Regions from separate parts of the Mus musculus genome. Here regions 2, 3, 4, 5 and 6 are each linked to region 1. A link is a contact called in public ChIA-PET, Hi-C, Micro-C and promoter capture Hi-C data. All regions are on one chromosome and are shown on one strand. The core of a region is the stretch at or near the end of the contact, and the rest is flanking DNA. Distances in the headings are between cores, read along the strand shown. Region 1 holds the start of Rheb (Ras homolog enriched in brain). Region 2 holds the start of Abcb8 (ATP-binding cassette, sub-family B (MDR/TAP), member 8). Region 3 holds the start of Slc4a2 (solute carrier family 4 (anion exchanger), member 2). Region 4 holds the start of Galntl5 (UDP-N-acetyl-alpha-D-galactosamine:polypeptide N-acetylgalactosaminyltransferase-like 5). Region 5 holds the start of Gbx1 (gastrulation brain homeobox 1). Region 6 holds the start of 2900005J15Rik (RIKEN cDNA 2900005J15 gene).

The links. Promoter capture Hi-C pulls out the DNA fragments that hold promoters and counts their contacts. Hi-C and Micro-C count contacts between places; a contact is called where the count stands out from the background. ChIA-PET counts read pairs in DNA pulled down with a chosen protein or histone mark. Capture Hi-C pulls out chosen DNA fragments and counts their contacts.
Region 2: an RNA polymerase II ChIA-PET map of memory CD8 T cells shows a contact between it and region 1, with 18 read pairs. The contact joins the promoter of Abcb8 here to the promoter of Rheb in region 1. A contact is called at or near these places in 2 of 39 promoter capture datasets (the C10 cell line and pre-B cells), 1 of 484 Hi-C or Micro-C datasets (CD4 T cells), 4 of 115 datasets of contacts at active chromatin or transcription factors (bone marrow-derived macrophages, memory CD8 T cells, pancreatic cancer cells and 1 more) and 2 of 9 other capture datasets (adipose tissue and liver).
Region 3: a contact with region 1 is called in a promoter capture Hi-C map of liver, with 2.4 times the contacts expected there. The contact joins the promoter of Slc4a2 here to the promoter of Rheb in region 1. A contact is called at or near these places in 2 of 39 promoter capture datasets (erythroid cells and neutrophils), 2 of 484 Hi-C or Micro-C datasets (B cells and CD8 T cells), 2 of 115 datasets of contacts at active chromatin or transcription factors (the 230-238 cell line and memory CD8 T cells) and 2 of 9 other capture datasets (adipose tissue and liver).
Region 4: a contact with region 1 is called in a promoter capture Hi-C map of 3T3-L1-derived adipocytes, with 2.7 times the contacts expected there. The contact joins the promoter of Galntl5 here to the promoter of Rheb in region 1. A contact is called at or near these places in 6 of 39 promoter capture datasets (3T3-L1-derived adipocytes, the C10 cell line, cranial neural crest and 3 more).
Region 5: a Micro-C map of embryonic stem cells shows a contact between it and region 1, with 2.4 times the contacts expected there. The contact joins the promoter of Gbx1 here to the promoter of Rheb in region 1. A contact is called at or near these places in 1 of 484 Hi-C or Micro-C datasets (embryonic stem cells) and 1 of 9 other capture datasets (adipose tissue).
Region 6: a contact with region 1 is called in a Hi-C map of muscle stem cells, with 1.9 times the contacts expected there. The contact joins the promoter of 2900005J15Rik here to the promoter of Rheb in region 1. A contact is called at or near these places in 8 of 39 promoter capture datasets (the C10 cell line, the HPC-7 cell line, hippocampal neurons and 3 more), 7 of 484 Hi-C or Micro-C datasets (CD8 T cells, embryonic stem cells, muscle stem cells and 1 more), 4 of 115 datasets of contacts at active chromatin or transcription factors (embryonic stem cells, memory CD8 T cells and microglia) and 3 of 9 other capture datasets (adipose tissue, embryonic stem cells and liver).

The regions. Positions count from the first base shown.
Region 1 is chr5:24,840,705-24,844,151 of GRCm38.p6, reverse strand. It overlaps Rheb (Ras homolog enriched in brain), which reads left to right and starts at 1,791. Exons shown (of 8, transcript NM_053075.3): 1 at 1,791-1,967. The coding sequence starts at 1,916.
Region 2 is chr5:24,392,468-24,395,914 of GRCm38.p6, reverse strand. Abcb8 (ATP-binding cassette, sub-family B (MDR/TAP), member 8) reads right to left here and starts at 1,759. Exons shown (of 16, transcript NM_029020.3): 1 at 1,332-1,759. The coding sequence starts at 1,426.
Region 3 is chr5:24,423,594-24,427,040 of GRCm38.p6, reverse strand. Slc4a2 (solute carrier family 4 (anion exchanger), member 2) reads right to left here and starts at 1,809. Exons shown (of 23, transcript NM_009207.3): 1 at 1,606-1,809.
Region 4 is chr5:25,179,825-25,183,271 of GRCm38.p6, reverse strand. Galntl5 (UDP-N-acetyl-alpha-D-galactosamine:polypeptide N-acetylgalactosaminyltransferase-like 5) reads right to left here and starts at 1,792. Exons shown (of 9, transcript NM_026449.3): 1 at 1,628-1,792.
Region 5 is chr5:24,525,294-24,528,740 of GRCm38.p6, reverse strand. It overlaps Gbx1 (gastrulation brain homeobox 1), which reads left to right and starts at 1,893. Exons shown (of 2, transcript NM_015739.2): 1 at 1,893-2,630. The coding sequence starts at 1,925.
Region 6 is chr5:25,099,171-25,102,617 of GRCm38.p6, reverse strand. 2900005J15Rik (RIKEN cDNA 2900005J15 gene) reads right to left here and starts at 1,643. Exons shown (of 1, transcript NR_027851.1): 1 at 1-1,643. It overlaps Prkag2 (protein kinase, AMP-activated, gamma 2 non-catalytic subunit), which reads left to right and starts at 1,976. Exons shown (of 16, transcript NM_145401.2): 1 at 1,976-2,607. The coding sequence starts at 2,494. Gm42232 (a long non-coding RNA gene) reads left to right here and starts at 2,615. Exons shown (of 2, transcript XR_880887.2): 1 at 2,615-2,765.

The sequences.
Region 1 (3,447 bases), core at 542-3,041:
TGTGCAGATGTGTTCATAAACTAGAACGGATATAGAGGCCAAAGAACAACCACGAGTCAGTTCTTTTTCCACTTTGGTATACACTGATCAAAGTCAGGTTGTGAGGTTTGTGTAGCAAGTGGTTTTACTGGTTGATGCAACTTGCTGAACCTCCCACCCCACTGCAAGGTAACCTTATGCTAGCTACATTACCACGGACTAAAGTGCTACGAGCTCAAGAACACTGGTGGATTGGGGCATCTGCTGAATATACGTTTAACCTGAGTCTGTTTTAAAATACTTAAGATAGTTCAAAGGGGAAGGCAGTTATGGCTCAGTTCTCTGAGAACTTGAGTTCATCTTGGGTCCAATCCCAAGCACCGAATAAACATGGTTTGGAAGTCGGTAATCCTAGCATTTGGACAGAGAAAAGAGAATTGAAAGATCAAGGTAGCAGAACAGCACTTAATCCCAGCACCTCGGAGGCAGTGACAGGTGGATCTCTAAGAATTCCAGGCCAGCCTGGACTACGTGAGACCCTATAAAAATAAGTCTATTGTGAAGGGCAAAAAATTAAGGACAAGTGTGCTGTTCTCTCTTGGCACCTTTATTTCCAGGCCTAGCCTTTAGTTTGGACTTCGATGAACTAGGCCTAGGGTCTAGCTTTCCACCCTGTTCTTCAATATGAGGATATCTCAACTCCTCTAGTTCTCTGGAAACAAGAGCTTTCTGCCTGTACGACTGTTGTAGAAAATATGACAGCCTTCCCTTTTCAGGCATGGCCCGCCCACACCAGACAGCTAAGCCTCCTCCTTTTCCTCGGCGTTTTTGACAATGGCTGACTTTCACGTTTCTCCAGAAATAACCTCTCGAGTGTTCAGTATGAAAAGACGCACTGATCTGGCTGCAGGACTCCCACGCGCGCGCCTGTCTGTGCGAGGTGCGTGCCACCCGGCGTGTTGCCCGAGTCGGCACCAGGACTGGTCAGCTCGCGCTGCTTTTAATGGAATTTCTGACATTTGCGAGCTGCACAGATTTCATTCTTCCCACAGTTCCTCAGCCACGAATAAAGCTTAGTCACCACCCACGTTAAGCCCAGACTAAAGCTAACATAGCAGGACGGTAATTTGAAGTATAGACAAGTGCGAAGCGAGGTGTCAGCCAACCTACAGTCCGTCAGCTAGGGCCACGCGCCTCGCTCCTTTTAAGGGCCGGCAGGCGCAAGTCGGCCAACGGCTCAGCACTTCACCAATCACCGTGCTTCACGCCTCTGGTTCCGCCCCCGCACCCACATTAGCCAATCACTGAGGAGTTGCCTGCCCGCCCGCCCACCCGCCGGTAGGGCCACGCTTTTGGACCACGCAGGCGCCCCGCCGAGCAAAAGCAGACAGAATTTATTTTTAGCTCCCCGCTGAGCGGCACCTCTCCTTGGCTCCACCCTTCCAATCCCCAATAGAAGACGGAGTTTCCATTGCGTCATCGCGCGGCAGTCTGGGAGCCGTCCAGTCAGAGCTCGGGCAGGATTGTCGTAATTAAAAAGCGGCGGAAGTAGGTGGGAGGGTCATGACGCAGCGAGTTTCGGTCGTGACTTTTCCGGGGGCTTTGGGGCGTCTCCGCTTTTTCCCTTTAAAGTAAAACGTTTCCCCGACGCTCCCCCGCGCGTTCCGGGCTGGGAGGCGGCGGCGGGAGGCGGCGCAGACGGGGCCGCGCGCGGTCACGTGGGTGTGTTGTTGGGGGAGGGCCCGCGCGTTCGGTTCCGGGCGGTTGAGCGAGCTAGAGAAGGAGCGAGCGAGCGAGCGAGCGAGAGGCAGCCGCGCCCGCCGCCGTGCTCTGTATGCCGCGTTCTCCCGGCGCAGCCGCCGCCGATAGTCTGAGCCGGAGGAGCCGCCGCCGCCGCGGTTAATGTGGTTGGGTCGGGGCTGAGCAGGCCACCAAGATGCCTCAGTCCAAGTCCCGGAAGATCGCCATCCTGGGCTACCGGTCTGTGGGTGAGTGGCGGCCCGGGCGATGTCGGGGCTGAGCCCCAGGACGCGGACGCGCCTGCGAAGTTTGTGGCGGCGCGGCCATGTGGCGGGCGGGCGGGCGGCGCGCGTTTCATAACCTCCATTTTGAGTGGAGGCGGCGGCGCCTTCCCCTGTCCCCAGGCGCGGCGGACAGGTGGCGGGGCGGCAGGCCGAGGCGGCCGCGTCCTTCCCTCGGCGTAGGAGCCGCGGGCCACTGCCCGGGAGTCTTGCGGCCCGGAGCAGCCTAGTCGGATCCCCGCATCTGTCCCGCCTTCTCTAAGCACGGTCTGTCCCCACCCGTTTCCCCAATCCCACAAGCCCCGGGCATTTCAACAAAGGAAACCTCTCCTTGTGACCTTTCCATCTGCAAAGAAGTTAAGCCTTTTAAAGAAAACAGGGAAACTTCAAGACGTTTGGCTACCAAGTTTTCCGCCTCCAAGAAACCTAGACTGGACCCCTCACAGGCCAGCTAGGTAGCATCTGGCAGCCAGCACAGGGAAGAGGAGAAAGACGTCTCTAATGTGTCCTATTTTTCTTTTCCCCTTTGAGGAGAAACAAGGCCAGGCACTTGGAACCAGGCTGTTAAAGTAATTCAAAAGCCCGTTTGTTTTCCTAACACCACCACCAAGCGATTGACATACATTTAAAGTTGTTCCTAGTAATCACCTTTTTGCCGAATAGAGGTGGTCCTGGGTGGGGTGGGGAGGGAACGCGGTGTCCAGACAGTAGTATTCAGTCCATCGTGTGATACAGGACATTTGAACTTAACCACGCTGCAGGGTGAGGCTTTATTGTTTTTGACCGACCGGAACAGGGGACTGTCACGTTCATCTTTAGTGCTGTTTGAAAGATGTAACTGTCTCCAGAAAATGTGCGTTTGACAGGGACCACTGAGGAGTGGAGAGTCTGGCAGTAGAACACCTTCCCCACTGGATGGGCTCCTGCTAGGCGGTTCATTCTGCGTTCTCACCCTGCTTTCCACTGCTGGTGCCCGGCTCTGTGCTCTTTGACCAAGATCAGTCAGGGCCTGCTTACTTTTCACCTTCTCTCCTCAAGAACTGGAGAAACTCCTTAGGAAGGGAATGGAAGATCGGAGACAGTGTGACAGATGGGAGTGCCTAGAGTGGAAAGGTGACACGTGCATAGTGCAGTGCTGAGGTGTTCATAGTAGGAAAGAGTAGGTGACTGCTTTAACAATTGCAACCCTAGAGTTAACAGGCACAAAATTACGGTGAATCCATTCACACCAAGATAGAACTCCTGATGTAACCAGTGTTGGTTGTCTGAGTCACCATACTGTTTTCTGAATTCCCTCCAAATTTGGAGAATGAGACCATGATGTAACTTGGCTGTTGATTGAGTACCCTCTAATCAGATAACTAATTGAAGATAGTAATCTTGAATGCAAGGCATAAATAAGTCACAAGTATCAGGGTTACCTGTTTTCAATGCAAGAGAATATTCT
Region 2 (3,447 bases), core at 510-3,009, 450 kb after region 1:
TCTCTCTGGATCAATGTGGGGTACGTTTTTCTGTTTTTGTTTTTGCTTTTTTAATTTTACCAAGAATGGATCAGTTTTTTTTCCCACCCAGGGTACTAGGAATTGAATCTATGGTTCATGTTTGTCAAACAAACAAACACAAACAAACAAAAAGCCTACCACTGAGCCATGTCTCCAGCTCTCCTTCTACTCTTTATTTTTAAAATATAGTAATTTTATTTATTTATTTGTGTGTGTGTGTGGGGGGGGGTGCGAGAAACACACCCATGCCTGAGCACTCCACAGTGAGTTGAGATCAAAGGACAGTTTACAAGAACTGGTTCTCTCCTTCCACACGTGGGTCCCAGGGATTACAAACTCAGGGGATCACGTTGGTGGCACTTCTTTACCCACTGAGTCATATGAATGACCCTTTTACTCTTTATATTTGACACAGGATCTTACAAAGTTTTCCAGGTGGGCCTTGAACTTAGAATGTATAGAATACATTCGGCTGTATACTGGATTTAGACTCACCTTCTTGAGTAAAGGGTACTAGGCTCGGTTCCTGACGATACATCTAGCTCTAAGAATCAAATTCCTATTTGTTTTGTTCACTCAGAACTCACTATGTAGTCCGTGCTGGCTTCAAATTCCTAGCAACTCTCGGGCTTAACGTGGATGCTGTTGAGATTTCACTGTATAGTTGGGCTGACCTGGAGCTCTCTATAGACCAGCCTGGCCTTGAATTCACAGTAGATTCTAGCTAGGACCTACTTTAAAATTTTTTTTTAAATGCACGTATGTGTTTATCTATTTAGTGGGTTTGGGATAGTGGAAGTAAGAGGATAATTATAATTTGCCGAAACTGCATACCTCCTACCATGAGTTTTCAAGTAGAATCCACGTCTTCAGGCTTGGTAGCAAGTGCCTTTAACTGCTAAATCATCTCGCCAGCTCAGGTATCGCTTTTGATTATTTAGAACTATTTCAGCTAATCCTGAAGCACTATCAATAGTAAATGTCTATGGACACCAATTACAGATCTCCAGGTGGATTACCAGAGAGCGAATGCGAGCTGTGAGTGGCGCCCCTTAGTGGGCAGTGGTGACTGGGTGTGGCTGAGTCCTGACCGCAAGTGGATACAGACCTGCGGAGCCTCCTGCTGGCACCACACAGCATCATGAATAATTGAGGCCAATTCCCTGGACAGTGACATTCCACACCCTCCGAGACAGCCTACATCTCCCAGCAAGCCCCGCGCGAGCCCGGAACTACATATCCCGGCGGGCCCCGCGCGATGTCGGACGGTGGTCAATGGCCCACACTCCAAGTTGCTCTTGTGTTTTTACCTGGCGGCAGAGAACGTCTGGAAGCGCAGGGATTGTAGCGACCATCCTGGAACTGGGCCACCCCGGATTCCGAACCGAAATAAGTGCACCAACATGTTGAGGCAATAAGATAGGGGCAGCCAGCAACGGCAATCTCACACTTATCCTACCGAGGGTTCCATGTTCGCTATGGCCCCATCCCGACAACCCCTTCCCATTCTCAGCGATGATTGGAGAAAAGACACATCAGTCTTGCTGCAAGCTGTGATTGGATAAAATGTTGGCTGTAGGCGGGACCGAGCAGAAGCAGCTCTAGCTATTTGCTCAGTGGCCTGAAGTCAGGTGCGGGTCAGAGGTTGTGCGACGTTCATTCTCACATTAGAGGACGTCCTGGCGCTTCTGACCTTGAGCCCTTTCTCTAGAGTTGTTCCAGACAATCTCTATGCTCCCTGGCATCACAGGAAGTGGTGGTTTCGTGAGAAGGAATATGTGAAAACAGACCTGAGAGTTAAAAAAAAAAACTACACACAGACACACACACACACACACACACACACACACCCCTCAACCCAAACCAAACAAAAACATACATGCACGTAACGTGCCACCACTTGAGTCTCTAATCTCCCTATGTGATCCTGCTACTCACAGTTATCGTGAATTATTAGTATGTAGGTCATGAAGTTAATCAAAGTGCAACCTAAGAGCTAACCTTTAGGTTCCTTCTTCATTTGGGTCTGAATCACTGGCCTAAGGTTCCAGCTCAAAAGTGAATAGCTCTTGCAGCAGTTGGGCTAAGCTTATTCTTGCTATAATTGTCTCCCAAAGTACCCCCAAGACCTGCTACATAGCTCTGACTAGCCTGAGACTCTCTTTATAGCCCAGGCTTGTCTTGAACTCACCATCCTTCCTTCCCAGTGTTGGGATTAGAGGCTTGAGTCACTATGCCTTCTGTGTAATTATTATTTTTGTTTTAACTCCTCCACTGGGCTGTGGTTTCTTGGTGGGAGTGGCTCTGACTCATACCCGTTCCCCTCCACGCGAGAAAGGCACGCTATTGTCCACTGTCCACCAGGGGGTGCTGTTTCTAGCTCACATTTACTCTCTGGTAATCCATCTGGACATTTGAACATTGTTATGTTACTAGTATCATTGTCATTTATTGGTGGTGCTTCCGGGACTCAATTTTTCTTGAGCTGAGGGTCGCAAAGTCATGCTCTGGAATGAGCAGAGTGAAACTAGACAGAGCAATGAGCCAGAATTTGCTTGAGTTTGGGGCTGAGGAGATAAGGATGTGTGTAGAGGTAGTCTTAAGCAAGTATATACTATATGTGAGTAATGTCAGAGGGAGGTACCAGCTAAAGCCACACTTAACCTCTCTCTCTCTAGAGGTCTCAGAAAGATCATGGGAATTTCCTGCCACCGGGGTACCCCCCCACGCCCACTTCCTTGGGATTCCATTTTGCCACAAAGCATAGCTTTGCACCTTACCTAGACACAAAAGTATGGGAGTCATGAACTCTTGTTATATAAGAAAATCAGGCAGTCTGGGATAAACCTGTGGGATGTTCCATGGATGTCCTCCACGCTCCTCCAGGAAATGCTCTAGGAAGCACAGTTTTCCTCTCCGCCTCTGAGATACTGGCTTGATCGCTGGAGGCCCTGACACCTGCTCCATAAGTCAATATCTCAGGCATGGGCTTCAGTAGGGCAGTTGGTGACTCATGGCCTTGGGAATGGCGTTGGGCAAGCCATCAGACCAGCCACCTGGGCCTCCTCCTCCCGGGTGAGGCAACAACAAAGAACTCAACTGAGCCAGTCCATCCCCACACACCCAAATTATCCTCTCAAGGCCCCTGCCTTCCTGCGCTGACGTGTCTCAGGAGGCCCCGACACCAGGTCAGGACTGGAGGAGAGTACATCAGGGTTCAAGAGGATAAGGAAGATACAGTGGAACTCTCAAGGAACCAGCCTTTTTTCCTTAAGCTCCAATCTAGGATGGCTAGCACTCCTTCCTTTTACTCCTTGTTTTCTCCTGGCTAACCACAAAGTCTGCCCTCTTTCATTCAGAGAAAGAAAATATACAGCTTTTTTTTTTTTTTTTTTTTTTTAAGATAGGGTCAGATGTTGCCCAGAA
Region 3 (3,447 bases), core at 560-3,059, 420 kb after region 1:
CTGGCTTCCCAAACAGAAAGGAGGACTAGAAAGAACTTTGGAGAGAACCCAAAAGGGAGAGCAGAGGGCCTGCAAGTACGGAGGGGGTGCTCCCCAAAGGCAGGCAGGCCAGCAGGACTACCACCCTAGACATAAGACAGAAACAGCCTCCCCAGTGCAGAACAGGAACCCAGCTCCACTCACTCAGTAGGAAGAACGGAGAAGCTGGACAGCGAGCTTATAATGGGGGAGGGGCACGTGACATCGTCAAGGGGGTGGGCACAGAAACCCTGAGGGGGCAGTCTCTCTATTCCTTCCCTCCCTAGCCCTGGGCCAGGAAAATCTGAGTGGCAGGACGGCAGGACAGCCCTCCTGACGATGACTGTAGGTTGTGAGCTGTGATGGGGGTAGAGGGAACCCAACCAGTGCAAACTGGGGTGCCCATGCACACTGAGGGCACACCCAATGCTCTCTAAAGGTAACAATGCTAAGCTGCTCAGGTGTGCTGCCGATGTGTGGTTGCCTGATTTATGGCTACCTTGGCAATGAGATGGGGTCAAATAACAGAGGTCTGGGGGGATCAGCCCAGGGTGGGGAGTCTGGGCCACACATTCCTGGCAAGAACTCCAACTCAGCTGACTGCTCTTTCCACCTCCCCCCTAAGCAGGCCTTCAGCCAGGGCCTGTCAGTGTGGGGGAGAGGTGTGAGGGAGGGGACCTGGTCTAGGGGGGTATAGGGAATCTGTGTTCACCACCTGCAGGTGCTCACTCCCACCTCCAGGCTTTGCCCTCAGTGTGTTTCACCACCAAGCCCTCCTCCCTCTACCCATGCCCCCCTCCCTGCTGTCGTAGAATACAAAGCAGCCTCTGTCCAGAGCATCGGTACCGATAATCCTAGTGGGGGCACATTCCCCGGACCAGCCCCGACGGGCCCGAAGGATTAGTGTCTCTCCCCCAGCCCAAGGGATTAGCAGTCCGGACCCCCACTCGAGCATTAACCATTCCCCAAGTGAATTCGTACATTCCACAGCTCTTGGCTGTGGGGCTGGTGGGGGGCGGAGAGAGTTTGATAAAACGGACCCAGATTTGAAGCAGCGCTCCCTCCACACCCAAGCAAGGAGTTCCCTACAGAAGAGAAGGCAGTCCCCTAGGACTCAAACTTCAGGCTTGTCCTTCCCACCCTCACCCAGCTGCTCCCCCTTCTGTCTGACCTCTTGTCCTGACCTGACCCGCCAACCCTTTTCATGGCTCCATCTCTCAATCCCGAGATCCGAGGAGTTGCGGTCCCAGGCAACCCACAAAGTGGCGAGTTTCTGGGGCACAGGGTCGTCTGGAACCCTCACGGGAGTGGGAGAGCGAGCTGAAGGCAGTAGCTCCCTGAGACTACCCGCTCCTGGTGACAGGGGGCGCGGCACCTTGGCTTTAGGTAACTCTTAAGAGGCGGACCACGGAATCTCGCTTCCGACCCGTACTCCCACTCGCCTCCCCATCCTTCTCCCTAAAACCTCGCTCCCTGCGCCCCAGTCCCCGCCCTTTCCTCCAGTTCCACTCCCTCGGCGCCCGAGTCTCCAGTCCCCCCCCCCCCTCCGCGGCCCTCACCCTCCCTCTCCGCCACCTAACTGCTTACCCGCTAGCTCTAGATTTCGTGTCCCGGGGGTCTCCGGGTCTCCCCTGATCCTCCGGAACCCTCGCGCGCTCCCGACGATTTCCCGGTGCCCACCCCGGGGCGCGCCCCCGCCGCTCCCAACTTCTCCCAACTCAACTTTCCCCCGCGCTGCGGGCAGGCCAGCCTCCAGCGTGCGCGCCCCCCGCAGCGCGCCGTGCGCGCCCCCGGCGCGGCTAGCTGAGAGGCGGAAAGCGGACGCTGAGCCTCCGCGGCGGGGGCGCGCTCCCAGGCACAGCCCGACACCGCCGACACCGCCGGCGCGGCCTTCCGGCTGTTCCCCCCCCCCCGCCACCCGCGGCGAAGCTCCGGGCTCGCCTTCTCTTAGCTTTAGTGAGCCACCTCTGTGAGGAAAGAAGCCAGCTTTACGTTGGGGATCGAGGGCGTGGAGTAGGCCAGGAAATTGAGATGCAGGGAGTCGAACTACAGATTTTTTGACGTTAAGGTTCTGCAGAGCCCCCGCCCAAATAACACCACTGAAACACCAAGAAAGCCCCGGTGTCTGCTTGAGAGAACGGGTGGCAGGCGAATGTGGAGTAATGAGTGGGTGGGGTTGGGTGGCCAAGACCCTGAACTGATGGAAAACAAGACAACTTGTTGAAGATTCCTCCCTTTCGCTAGAACTACCTCCGGGCTAAATGGAAACCTATTCATAGCTGACACCTCTATTTGAAAGACCCTTGCGTGTCATCATGTTTTCTCAACTAAGTTATCAATTATTTCAGATAAAGAATACACTTTATGCGTCTTCAGTCTGCCACGTGGGTAAATCACAATATTGTTTATGCAAAAGCACTCAGATTTAAGTGAGTTAATTGACAAACGGTTAGCGCCTACTCTGGTTCCGCGCTGAGGAATGCTGTTTGGGGCCATTTTCGCCCGGTTCACAGCCCTCAAGAATGCAATCATGAGACAATTAGAGAGTAGTGCAAGAAAATCTATAATCAACTCCTTTATAGGATGAGGTAAAGGCTGCTTGCTCCAAGTGTAGCAACTGTCTGTGGTCTTGTCTGTTGAGGGAAGTAACTGACCTGCCAGTCTTCGTGGGCCACACCCTGGCTGACTCCAGTGGGCCTGCTCTGAAGACTGGGATCTGGGGGACACCCAGGCTCCAGTCAGCTGGCCTCGGCATGTCAAAGTGGAGCCGCTGGAGTCCGGTGGGTTTCGAGACGATAAAATGGGCCCAGCAGAAAGAGGGGACTCTGGCGTGTGTCCTTCCACTCAAATCCAGACTCTAACGGGGCACACCTGTCTCGCTGCCCAGCCCTGTGGTCAGCTGGTCCCTGTGAGGTCATCAGCAGTAAGACATCGCTCAGAATCATTCCCCAATCAGTCCTGGGGTCACCAGGTGGCCTAGGAGAGGTGAAAACTAGTGCTGAAGCTGTCAGGAGGTCGCTGGTGACTCAAAACACCCAACCAGGTCAGAGCCGGGCCAACAGCGCTCGGGATCTAGGCCGTCAAACGCAAACTTCAAGCAGAGAGCACCCCACCCCCACCCTCACTGTATTCTGGAACGCGTAGTCCCGGAGAGGCCCTTTTCTGGAAGGCTGTGAGCACAGAAAAGGAATAATAACAAGAGCGGGGCACACTGGGAGCCTCCGCGCCTTGGCGGAGACGCCCGACACGCGATGCTTCCTGGGAGTTGAAGTTTAAGGTTTGCCTCCGCGATGGAAACGAGTCCCTGGAGTTGATCGCTGCAGAGAGCCCGAGCGCAGCCTGTTGGACTTTGTAGTCCGCGTGTCCTCCGCCACAGGCATTCTTGGGAACTATGGCTTCCCCGGGACTACAAGTCCCAGATGCCAGTGC
Region 4 (3,447 bases), core at 543-3,042, 340 kb before region 1:
AGAGTTAAGAGCACTGACTGCTCTTCCAGAGGTCCTTAGTTCAATTCCCAGCAACCGCATGGTGGCTCACAACCATCTGTAAAGAGATCTGATGCCCTCTTCTGGTGTGTCTGAAGACAGCTACAGTGTACTCATATACATAAACTAAATGAATCTTTAAAAAATAGACAAAGAAAAGAAAGATGGGAGGAAGGAAGGAAGAGGGGGGGTGCATACACTTGTAATACTATAGTCCTGGAGAGTTGAAGACAGAAGGATCTCTGGAGCTTGTCAGCTAGTCTACCCAGCCAGTGAGCTGCAGGCTCAGTGAGCCTTGTCTCAAGAAACAAAGGTGGCTCCCACTCTAGCGCACTCAAGCAGCTGTAGTTGAATTCAGTGGGTGACACACAGAGAATAGATTTGCGAGGAGGACAGGGACTTTTACAAAGAATAAGGGTTTCCGGCAGGAGGGGCGGATGAGAGCGGGTGATGGGAGTGAGAATAACTAAAATTCAGTGTAATACACGAAACTGTCAAAGGTGTGCATGTGTGTGTGTGCACACACACATGTGTGTGCCTGTATGTGTGCATATGTGCAAGTATGTTGGGCGTGGGTGTGGGTGAGTGTAGTGAAACTTTCCCTAACCTATGAGTATAAAATGCCTTGTTAGCATACTTTATGGATTTTTTTTTATTAATTGATTTTTGTGTGTGTGTAGCCCTGGCTGTCCTGAAACTCATTTTTGTAGACCAGGCTGGCCTAGAACTCAAGAGATCTGCCTGCCTCTGTCTCCTTGGTGCTGGAATTAGCTGCCTGACTATCAGTATATCTTATTAAAGGGGCCTTGTCAGAGTCCCCGTTCCTGTAATGGTTAATGTTGTCAACTCTACAGGATCTAGGATCACTGGAGAGAGAGAGACTCTCAGTAAATCTACATAATTCAAATTAGGTTAATTGAGGTGGAAACATCCGCATTAAATATGGGTGATGCATTCCGTGGCCTGGGGTCCCAGGTGAATGGAGAGGAGAAAGCCCTGAGCACCAGAATTCACTACTTCCTGGCTGTGAACACCATGTGATCAGCCACCTCCCTCTCCTGCCACAGTGCTTCTGTGCTTTCCCCATCACTATGAAATCTATCCCCTCAAGTTGTAAGCTAAAATAAACTCTCACTCCTTTAAAAATAAATTTTAAAAAATGTAAAAGTATGATGTGATTAAGTCATCGGTGTGAAGATCTGTGCGGGCACACATCCTCCCCACATTAGCGTCAGGAGAGCATGACCTTGCTTCTGATCCATGCCACCACTGATTTTTCTGAAAACAACATTTTGCAATGCTTTATCTTCCCAACACTGCTCTTCAGATGGGACCTGTAACCTCACTCTTCAAAGGCCTTCCCTCCATTGAGTTTTAAGTAACTATAAAGAGCTCACACAAGTATGTCACAGAGTCCCCTTTCAGGAACTGGAGCCTACACAGTATCTTATGTCTTCCAGAAGTGAGGCATAGCCAGCCTTTTCTTGTGGTAAATCAGTCTCCGTGCTGCTCGGCAGAGTCCACATCAGCCAATGTCCAGCAGACCACTGCTTGCACTGGTCTAGATGCCTGGACTTCCTGAGTCTCTAACTCTGGCCTAGCTCCTTACCTGTCAATGAGGCTGCCTTTCTGGCAGCTTTTAAAGTTATTTGACAACCAGAGTCATAAGTGGAATCAGGTCTGTGAGTGATGAAAAGATGTAATTTTCTAGGTGGTACTAGATCATGCTGGGTTGCCTTACAGCAACAGAGTGTTCAGCAGGCCACCACAGGCTGGCTCTCAGAGCCCAGTGACATCACACAAGGCACTGTTGGCCCACAGAGGCCTCTGTCTGGAAGTCTAGCAAGCAGTTAGAATCCAGGAAGCTAGAACCCAAAGGGGCCTATCATAACTACTGTCTGAATGTCATTCCTCCTCAGCTAAGGAAACAGAAAGTCTCATGAGAGTCAAGGTCAAAACCCAGGGTATGCAGGCTTGGCCTAATGTTTAGCTCTTGTGAAATGAGATTACAAAACAGCTGTCAGAATACCTCAAGAAACTGAAATATGAGACCAAAGGCTGCCTGAATGCAGCCTTTAACTTTTCCTTTCTGATCCATTGCTCAGCATTTAGATGGCAGTACACAAGATCAGCCAAGACTTGAGAGAGCCCTTCTGTGAGAGTAAGAGGAGGTTGGACCCCTCCCCCCAGAGGCTTGGAACCACCACACCCCTGTATCAGCTCAATAGAGGCAGTGGTGCGCTGGGGCTCTTCTAGACCCTTCTCTAGAGCATGAAGGTCTGGACAACTCCTAGCATAAATTTGGATGCTCATCTGCACAAGCTAGATAGGAAGCACTTCTATTTCATTTATCAATGGTATTAATGCAGACTATGTTTGAATGGGCGGGGGAGATGGCTTATTTGGGAAACTCCTTGCCACACAGCATAAAGGTCTGAGTTTGGAACCCTAGCATCACATAAAAGCCATTCATGGCAATGCACACCTGAGACCCTAGCCTGGGGAAGGCAGAGACAGGAGAAGCCCTGGAACTTGCTAGCAGGTTCAGTGAGAGGCCTTGCCTCAAAAACAAAACAAAAAAAAGACCAGTAAGGGAGGACGCCACACACCAATCTTCATATATACATACATGTACATGTGTAGCTATCTCTGCCTACACACACACACACACACACACACACACACACACACACACTCACATAAATTTTCCTAGCACATAAGACTCTGAGTTTGATCCCTGGCAATGAAAACAAACACAAAACAAACTAACAAACCAACCATTTTCTCAATATCTATGCAAATATATATATATATATATATATATATATAATGCAAAAGCCCATGCAGAGTGGAATGGACAGGGCTGTGGGTGTGGTACAGCTGGTATAGTGCCTGTCTAACAAGCATGGAGCCCTGTGCTCCATCCCAGCACCACAGTGGGAATGGATGGGGCTGTGGGCATGCATGTGATAGCAGGACACCTCAGACACAGAAGCAAGATGCAGGGTGCATGATGCTATTGCTATGACACTGAAGAAGGTGCCAAACTGATCTACACTGAGAACAGCCAGAGGGTGAGACAGGCACTAGGTACTGTGTGGGGCCAGGGCATCTGGATACTCATGGGCTGCTCTCTAAAGGGTTTCACACTTCAAAGATTCTCAGAGTTAAGTCCTAGGTTACGGTTTGGTTTAATAAGTAAAGTCTTTCCGAGAAAGGGCAAGGCTCTTAACTAGGTCAAGGGTAATAGATGGGATTTTATGTTGAGAAAAACTCATGTGCCATTAAACTCACCCTCAGAAGCAGAGACGTAGGTATATTCACAAAAGTCACAAAAATGTGGCTCATTTTATCAGCCCAGAAAGAACCTCCATAAGAAATAGCAGTCTTGCTGGGCAGTGGTGGCGCACGCCTTTAATACCAGCACTT
Region 5 (3,447 bases), core at 644-3,143, 320 kb after region 1:
TTTGAAGTCTGGTCTTCACCATCAGTACAGGGAAGGCTTGGCTAACTTAACAAAGCTTGCTTAGAAGACTATCTTTAGCCAAAGATGAGCTCTAGTTGTTTATTTGAGCTGCAGTTCCCAGACCTTAGCTAAAGCACCCGAGTTTTCTCTAAGGCGGCATCTCCCCAGCCTGTCTCTGTGTTCATTGGGAGAATGTAGAGTCCAAAGCATATCAGGACTGTGCAGCCTTGACACCATCTTCTTTTCACTTCTCTGATGAATTCAGAAAGCAAGACCTCCCTCCTCTCCTCCCATTCAGAGGGTCTCACTGTGTACCCCAGGGTGGCCTGGTCCCAGGTTCAGACTGGCCTAGAACTCCCTAGGTAGCTGAAGATGACCTTAAATTTCTGATCTTCCTGCTTCTGAATATCAGCAAGAGTTACCACAAAACCAGTTCAAGCCTTATCTTACTTAATCCTGCCTTAGTGCTACCCTGCTGACATCACTGTGACAATAGCTCTGCTCATTAGCTAATAAAATACTTCTGCTTGGGACAAATGTCAGAGACCCAGCAGTCCCTTCAGCCCAGCTCTGTCCTCTTTGGGAGCTCAGTAGGTTTTCCTCTATATCTAAATAGGACCACTCGCACGCCTAAACTACATCCTGTTGAATTTGTCTGGCTTTGCTATTGCTCCTTTAGACTGTGAGGCTCTTCCTGACCGCACCTGAATAGTTCCCTAGTCCAAAGGCTGCACTTTTGCTGGACAGGCTTGCTCTCCATTTGCAACTTTGAGCCTCTCTTCTTGCTTGTCTTGTTCTCACTCTCTGACCTGAGGTGCTTATGCAGCCAAAAGCCAATGACTTTTGCCTCTAGAACGACAAGTCTGTTGCTGGGAATCAGAGGAGGGGGACAGTCAAGGCGGAATGGGGGAGGTGAGCAGAGTCATCTGCAATTAGCAGATAATTAGCGCTGCTGACCCTTGGGGCTCATCAGCGCTCCTAGGGCCAGCCCCCAGCAATCAGCCAGGGCAGGTCGAGAGTGTCAGGCCCGAGAATGAATAGGGCTCATCAGACGCGCTGGAGCCAGGGAGCCAATCAGGGAAATTAATGGGGAGAGAGAGAGAGAGAGAGAGAGAGAGAGAGAGAGAGAGAGAGAGAGAGAGAGAGAGAGAGAGAGAGAGAGAGAGAGCAGGGAATGAGAAAATAGACTGGGATAGAGAATCAAAAAGAGAGGAATAGGAATTTTAAAGGCGGCTAAAAGAGAGGAAAGTGAGAGGAAGAAAAAGAATGGAAAGGGTGGGAGAGAGGTGGATGGGGAAAGGTGAAGGAGGGGGAAGGGTAAGTACTTGGCCCTGTGTGGGCACCCAGGAATTCCCGCATAAGCGAGAAGTTGGAGATGGAGGAGAAATGAGGGAGAGGGAGCGAGAGCCAGAGCTTAGAGAACCGAGTCCCAGGCAGAGAGTGCGAAGGCACTGGGAAGACAGTAGGAAAGCGGTCGCCCACGAGTGGCCCCGGGCGCGCACGGGGCCCTGGGCGGAGAGCGCGCCCCCTGCTGCCCCGCGCCGCATCGGGGCTCCTAGGGATCGCCACTCGGTGCGCCCCGAGTCGCTCCTGGCGTCCTGCGCACCCCCGCCCCGCCCTGCCGCGCTCCTCTCGCCCTTCGAGCCGCGCCGAGCCCGGGCCGCGTGGGCTGAGCCGGGAGCACGTCCGGGCGCGGGGAGAGGACCTAGCCAGCTGCCGCCGCCGCCTCCTCGCCCGCCGCAAACTTTCACAAAGCCGCGGGTCCGGCCTCATCAATCTGCATTAATAATAGTTGGTTGGGCCGCGGGGGGCGGGCGGGGTCCCGGGCCGGCCGGGCCACTGAAAAGGCGCGGGGCGCGGGGCGCGGGAGCCGGGAGCGGCGGCGGGCGGAGGGAGCAAGTGAAGCGTAATTTGAGGAAGATGGATGAGTCCGGAGGGCGACACCCCCAACCCGCCCGCCCGCCCCCTCCCTCCTTATGAGCGAGAGAGCGCGGCGCCGGAGCCACACTGCGCCGAGCCCGCGCCCCGCCGCCACCTCGGCCCGCGCGCCCGCAGCGAGCCCTGCGTGTCCGCGCGGGGCGCACGGCGGGGCCCGGGCAGCGCCATGCAGAGAGCGGCAGGCGGCGGCGCCCCCGGGGGCAGCGGCGGGAGCAGCGGCGGCCCCGGCGCCGCCTTCTCCATCGACTCGCTCATCGGGCCGCCGCCGCCGCGCTCGGGCCACCTGCTCTACACCGGCTACCCCATGTTCATGCCCTACCGGCCGCTCGTGTTGCCGCAGGCGCTGGCCCCCGCGCCGCTGCCCGCCGGCCTGCCGCCGCTCGCCCCGCTCGCCTCGTTCGCCGGCCGCCTGAGCAATACCTTCTGCGCGGGGCTGGGCCAGGCGGTGCCCTCGATGGTGGCGCTGACCACTGCGCTGCCCAGCTTCGCAGAGCCCCCGGACGCCTACTACGGGCCCCCGGAGCTCGCCGCCGCCGCCGCCTCCACCGCCTCGCGAAGCAACCCGGAGCCCGCGGCCCGGCGCACTGACGGAGCGCTGGACGCTGAGGAGCTGCTGCCCGCGCGCGAGAAAGTGACTGAACCTCCGCCGCCCCCGCCTCCGCACTTCTCTGAGACTTTCCCGAGTCTACCGGGTAAGTGCTGGGACCGACACGGGTTTGACCGTCAGGAAGTCCCAGATCCGAGACCGGTCCAAAACTCCCGCCATCTGCTTGGAGCCCTGGAGTGCCGGACTCCAGATCGTACGCGGTGTTCAGTAGTGGACATCTCCAGGTCCCAAAGCCCTGCTCTTGCCCCGGAGCGCCTGAAGTCTCACCGGCAGTACGTTTCTCAAGGCATTATAGTCCACAAACCTCGCCCCATCTCTTTTTCAGAATCCCTTCGTTTTTTCTCCTCTCAAAGGTTGTATTCTTGAGGGCCTCAGCAGGACCCTAGGGTGACAGCATGTTAGGGTAACTGTCAGCTTAGTATGTGGGGACACGGTCTGAATCGACCCCTCAACACTCAACGATGGGAATGGGCTTTCTGGATGCAGGGCCTGGTGAGCCTGTGGCTTCCTTCACCTTAGCAGAGGTCGCTCTCAAAACTGGAGAACCAGGGAGGGTGCTGGACCAGGGCTGGCCAGGACTGGAAATGCTAAAGGCTGGCAGAACTGGGTGTGGCATAAAGACTTGGGAGTTGAGAATCCTGCTAAGATTCAGCTGAGCCATCATTTAAGAGCCCTGAGCTCTCCCCGGGAGGATGCCTTCTCCACAGAAACAGGGTGTAGTAAACGAACCCAATCAGACTCCATTCCCTTGAAGCCCTCTTGTCCTGACCTCAGTATCTACTCTAGAGCGGTTTCCTAGCCTGGAAGAGCCAGGTGTGCCGAGATCAAGGTTTCTGCAATCTGGTGAGTTCTAATTAAGAAAGCTAGCCCGTGCAAGGGTAGAGGGCTGGAACTTCCTTCAC
Region 6 (3,447 bases), core at 394-2,893, 260 kb before region 1:
CACACACACACAAGCTACCACAGGCAAGTATACACACATACACACACACACACAAAGCTACCACAAGCAAGTATACACACACACACAAGCTACCACAGGCAAGTGCACACACACACACAAGCTACCACAGGCAAGTGCACACACACACAAGCTACACACACATACACACACACACACACACACACACACGCACACCCCAAGGGAAAGGTGGTGATAGAAGGAGCATGTACGTTCCCCTCAGAGTCCTTTCCTCTGTCTTCTTGGTCTCTTCTGATGGCTGCTTCTTTCAAAGCCACTTCTTTCTCATCACATGGTACCATTTATGCATCCTGGCACACCATCATGAAGAGATGAACATTCCAACCTACAGAGAGAGAACACTTGACAAACCTGGAGTGATTTTTTCTTTTCTTTTTTTAGTGGCTGAGGGTAGCCTCCTTGGACGTTGGTATTGCGTCCCTCCAAACCTCTCACTTCTGCTTCTAAGAAGCAGTCTGAACCCTCAGTAGAATGATGTCTTTTGGGGTCCTGGGAGTCCTTTAGTGAGGAGCCAGGCTGGGGAGGAGGGTGACGACACCGACACCGGGTTAGAACCTTCAGAGGACTCTCCAGAAGCTGCTTAGGGATACTGGTTGGGGGCTCTGGGGAGGAGGTGTACTTCATTCTTGTTTTGAAAGTGTGGTAGCAGGATGTATACAAACTTACCTGATGAACCAAGGATCGCCCCCTTCCCCCCAGCTGTAGGGTTTTACCTAATTTGCAGGAACTTGGCTGGTACCGTGGAAATCCAGGGGATTGCTGGACCCAGCAATGGGTTTCTCATGGGACAGACAGGTCCTTTACTAAATCATGGTCTTAAAGTGGTAACCACATCCTCTACGGTGGGAGAGCAGGAAGAGGAGTAAAGGCCATCTCCTTACCCGTGTCATGTCTTCGTCAAAGGAACCCCTATCACGTTTATGCTATAGGTACTGTCCGTGTATTACTGTTTACAGGGAGCAGGTGGGCTGATGTTAGCTTCAAAGAGCTGGAGTGATCACTGGGGTCAGCCGGTATTCAATTCTGAGCAGGAGAGGAAGCACGCCCCTCACTCAGACCAGAAGCCAAGGTCCTGCTGCCTGGGAGGAACACCAGGGCCCTGAGCAGCCCGCAGTACCAGATCTGCAGCCAGTGGCTCTGAAGATCCGGGAGCACGTGGCGTGTTCGCCCTGGTTTCAGGCTCCGACGCACCCATTTCCTCTCGTGGTTTTAGGACTTCAGCATTTACTGAGACCAGAGCGCCTTTGCCAAAGATCAAGGTTTGTTGCGCAATCTTTGATGAATCTGAAAAGAACCAAGTTGTGGAGAAAAGCCTGCACTCACCACGCCACAGGCCGCTCTGGACAGGATGGGGTTCCCTACGCCGCAGGGGGGCGGCGTTGCGAGAAGCGAGTGCGGTCACCCGAACCACTTTGACCCGGGGCTTCAATCGTGGCGTGGTCGGGCTGCGGGTGTGTGTTTCCGGGGGCTGGACCTAAACAGAGACACAGCAAAACCAGATGGATCAGAATCAGCTCCTGGCGAGTCCGGAGCTGGCCTACCTTGAGACAGAGAGTGCACGGCGACCACCCGGGGGCAGCGTGGGCCGCGTGGAGTGGGACAGTGGCGCCGCACGCCGCGCACTTCCTGTTCAACGCGCGCGCCGCCTGCCACCGCCCAGCGCTCCCAGAGCCTACGTTGGTGCCAGACCCGGCCCCCACAGTTCCCCGGGTCCCGGGGGCCGCGGCTCAGAGGCCGCCCGGGGCGGGCGCCCTGCCCTATTCTCCCCTAGGGGCTGGGGCGCGCCCTTCGGCCCGCAGAACCCAGCCAGCCGCCGCCACAGTTTATTCCTGCGGCCACGCGCCAGCCCAATTGCGACGAGTCTTCGCCTTTGCACCTCCTCTTCCCCCTCTGCCCTCCCTCTCGCCCAAAGAGGAGGCCCTCCGGGTCCCAGGCTCCCTGTCGCTTTATTGTGCGGCCCAGGGTTATGCATTTCTCTACCAAGTGTCTCTGGCCACCGTTTCCATCGAGGCACAGACACGAGAAGGCTGTTTTCCAAATTGCTGTTGTTAATTGCACCTGCCTGGCCGACTACCTCTGGGAATTTGTGGGAGGAGCCGAGAGGTGGAAAATGTTGCTTCGCTTTGCAGAAGGAGGAAAACTTTATCACCCAGCACAAGACTTCTGCCACGCGTAACCAAAAGTAGCACGGGCCGAGACTCTGCACCCAATGATTCCGTAGGAGAAAGAGGACGCTCCAACCCGGCATTCCGCGGACTGCCAGCCCCTCGGGTGGAGCCCCGCGTGTTACCTGCGCCACCCGCCCTCCCCGCGGAAGTCCCCACGAGGTGTTTTCAGGGTGGGAGGACAGTCATAAAAAGCGCGTGGCTCCAGTGTAACGGCAGCAGTCCTGGGAGGCAGCGAGGGGACCGAACCCCGGGGACGAGGCACCGGAATTAACTTCTAGCTAAAGTTATGGGAAGCGCAGCCATGGACACCAAGAAGAAGAAAGAGGTTTCCAGCCCGGGCGGGAGCAGTGGCAAAAAGAACCCTAGCCTGAAGAGGCGGTCACTGCGAGTGCACATTCCGGTGAGTCCCATCCCTGGAGCTCCAGACTCCCGCGGCGCCTAGGCGGTTAACAAGGGACACTCTGCGCGCGCCGTCCTGTCCCTCCTGTCCCTTCGGGAGGCTGGGGAGGGGGAGGGGCAGGGCCCAAGCTGGGCCGCAGAGCCCGAGATTGGATCTTGGTCCGTACTATAGTGGAGCTATGGGATTGTCTAGGACAGAGGCAAGGGTGTCTGCTGGGAAGCGAGTACGAGAAGCGCGCTCCCGGGTGCGCAAAGCCTGGTGGCGGACTGGGCGTAGCCCTGGATCGGGCCGGTGCGGGTGCTGGGGAGGGGGGTGGTGAGTTGTGTTGTTTTGTTGAAAAGGACCTCTTGTGAAGTGCGGGGAAGCGTGAGTTGAGGAGCCGCCGCCGCCACCGGGGACTGAGGAAAGGAGTGGTGGGTGGGAATATCGCGGGGTGCCACGGTGAGGCAGCACCCCCAAATAGCTCTCCCTCCACACCAATTTCAGGATGCATGTGAGTCGCGGCTGGAGCCCTTTGCAGTGATTCCCGTGGTTTGACTCCAGGAATATTTTGTGCCTCGTGGAATTTGGGGGCTTGAGGTTTTCTCGGCTTACTATACAGGGCTATTGCTAACTTCAGCCCAGAATACCCTGCCACCTTGGTTGGACTCTGGTGACATTGACTTAAACAGCCGGAGGGAGCAGCATGCAGAATAGCTTGCTCAGTGCTGAGCATCAGTCTGGTTTGCCCTAGCTGGTAGCCCAAGGGCACTTGTTCTCCTCTCTGTAGAGGGGGATCAATTCTCAGGAGGTGTACCCCAGCCTTTAGCTTTACCCAAAGGGAAACCCCACTTGGCTACA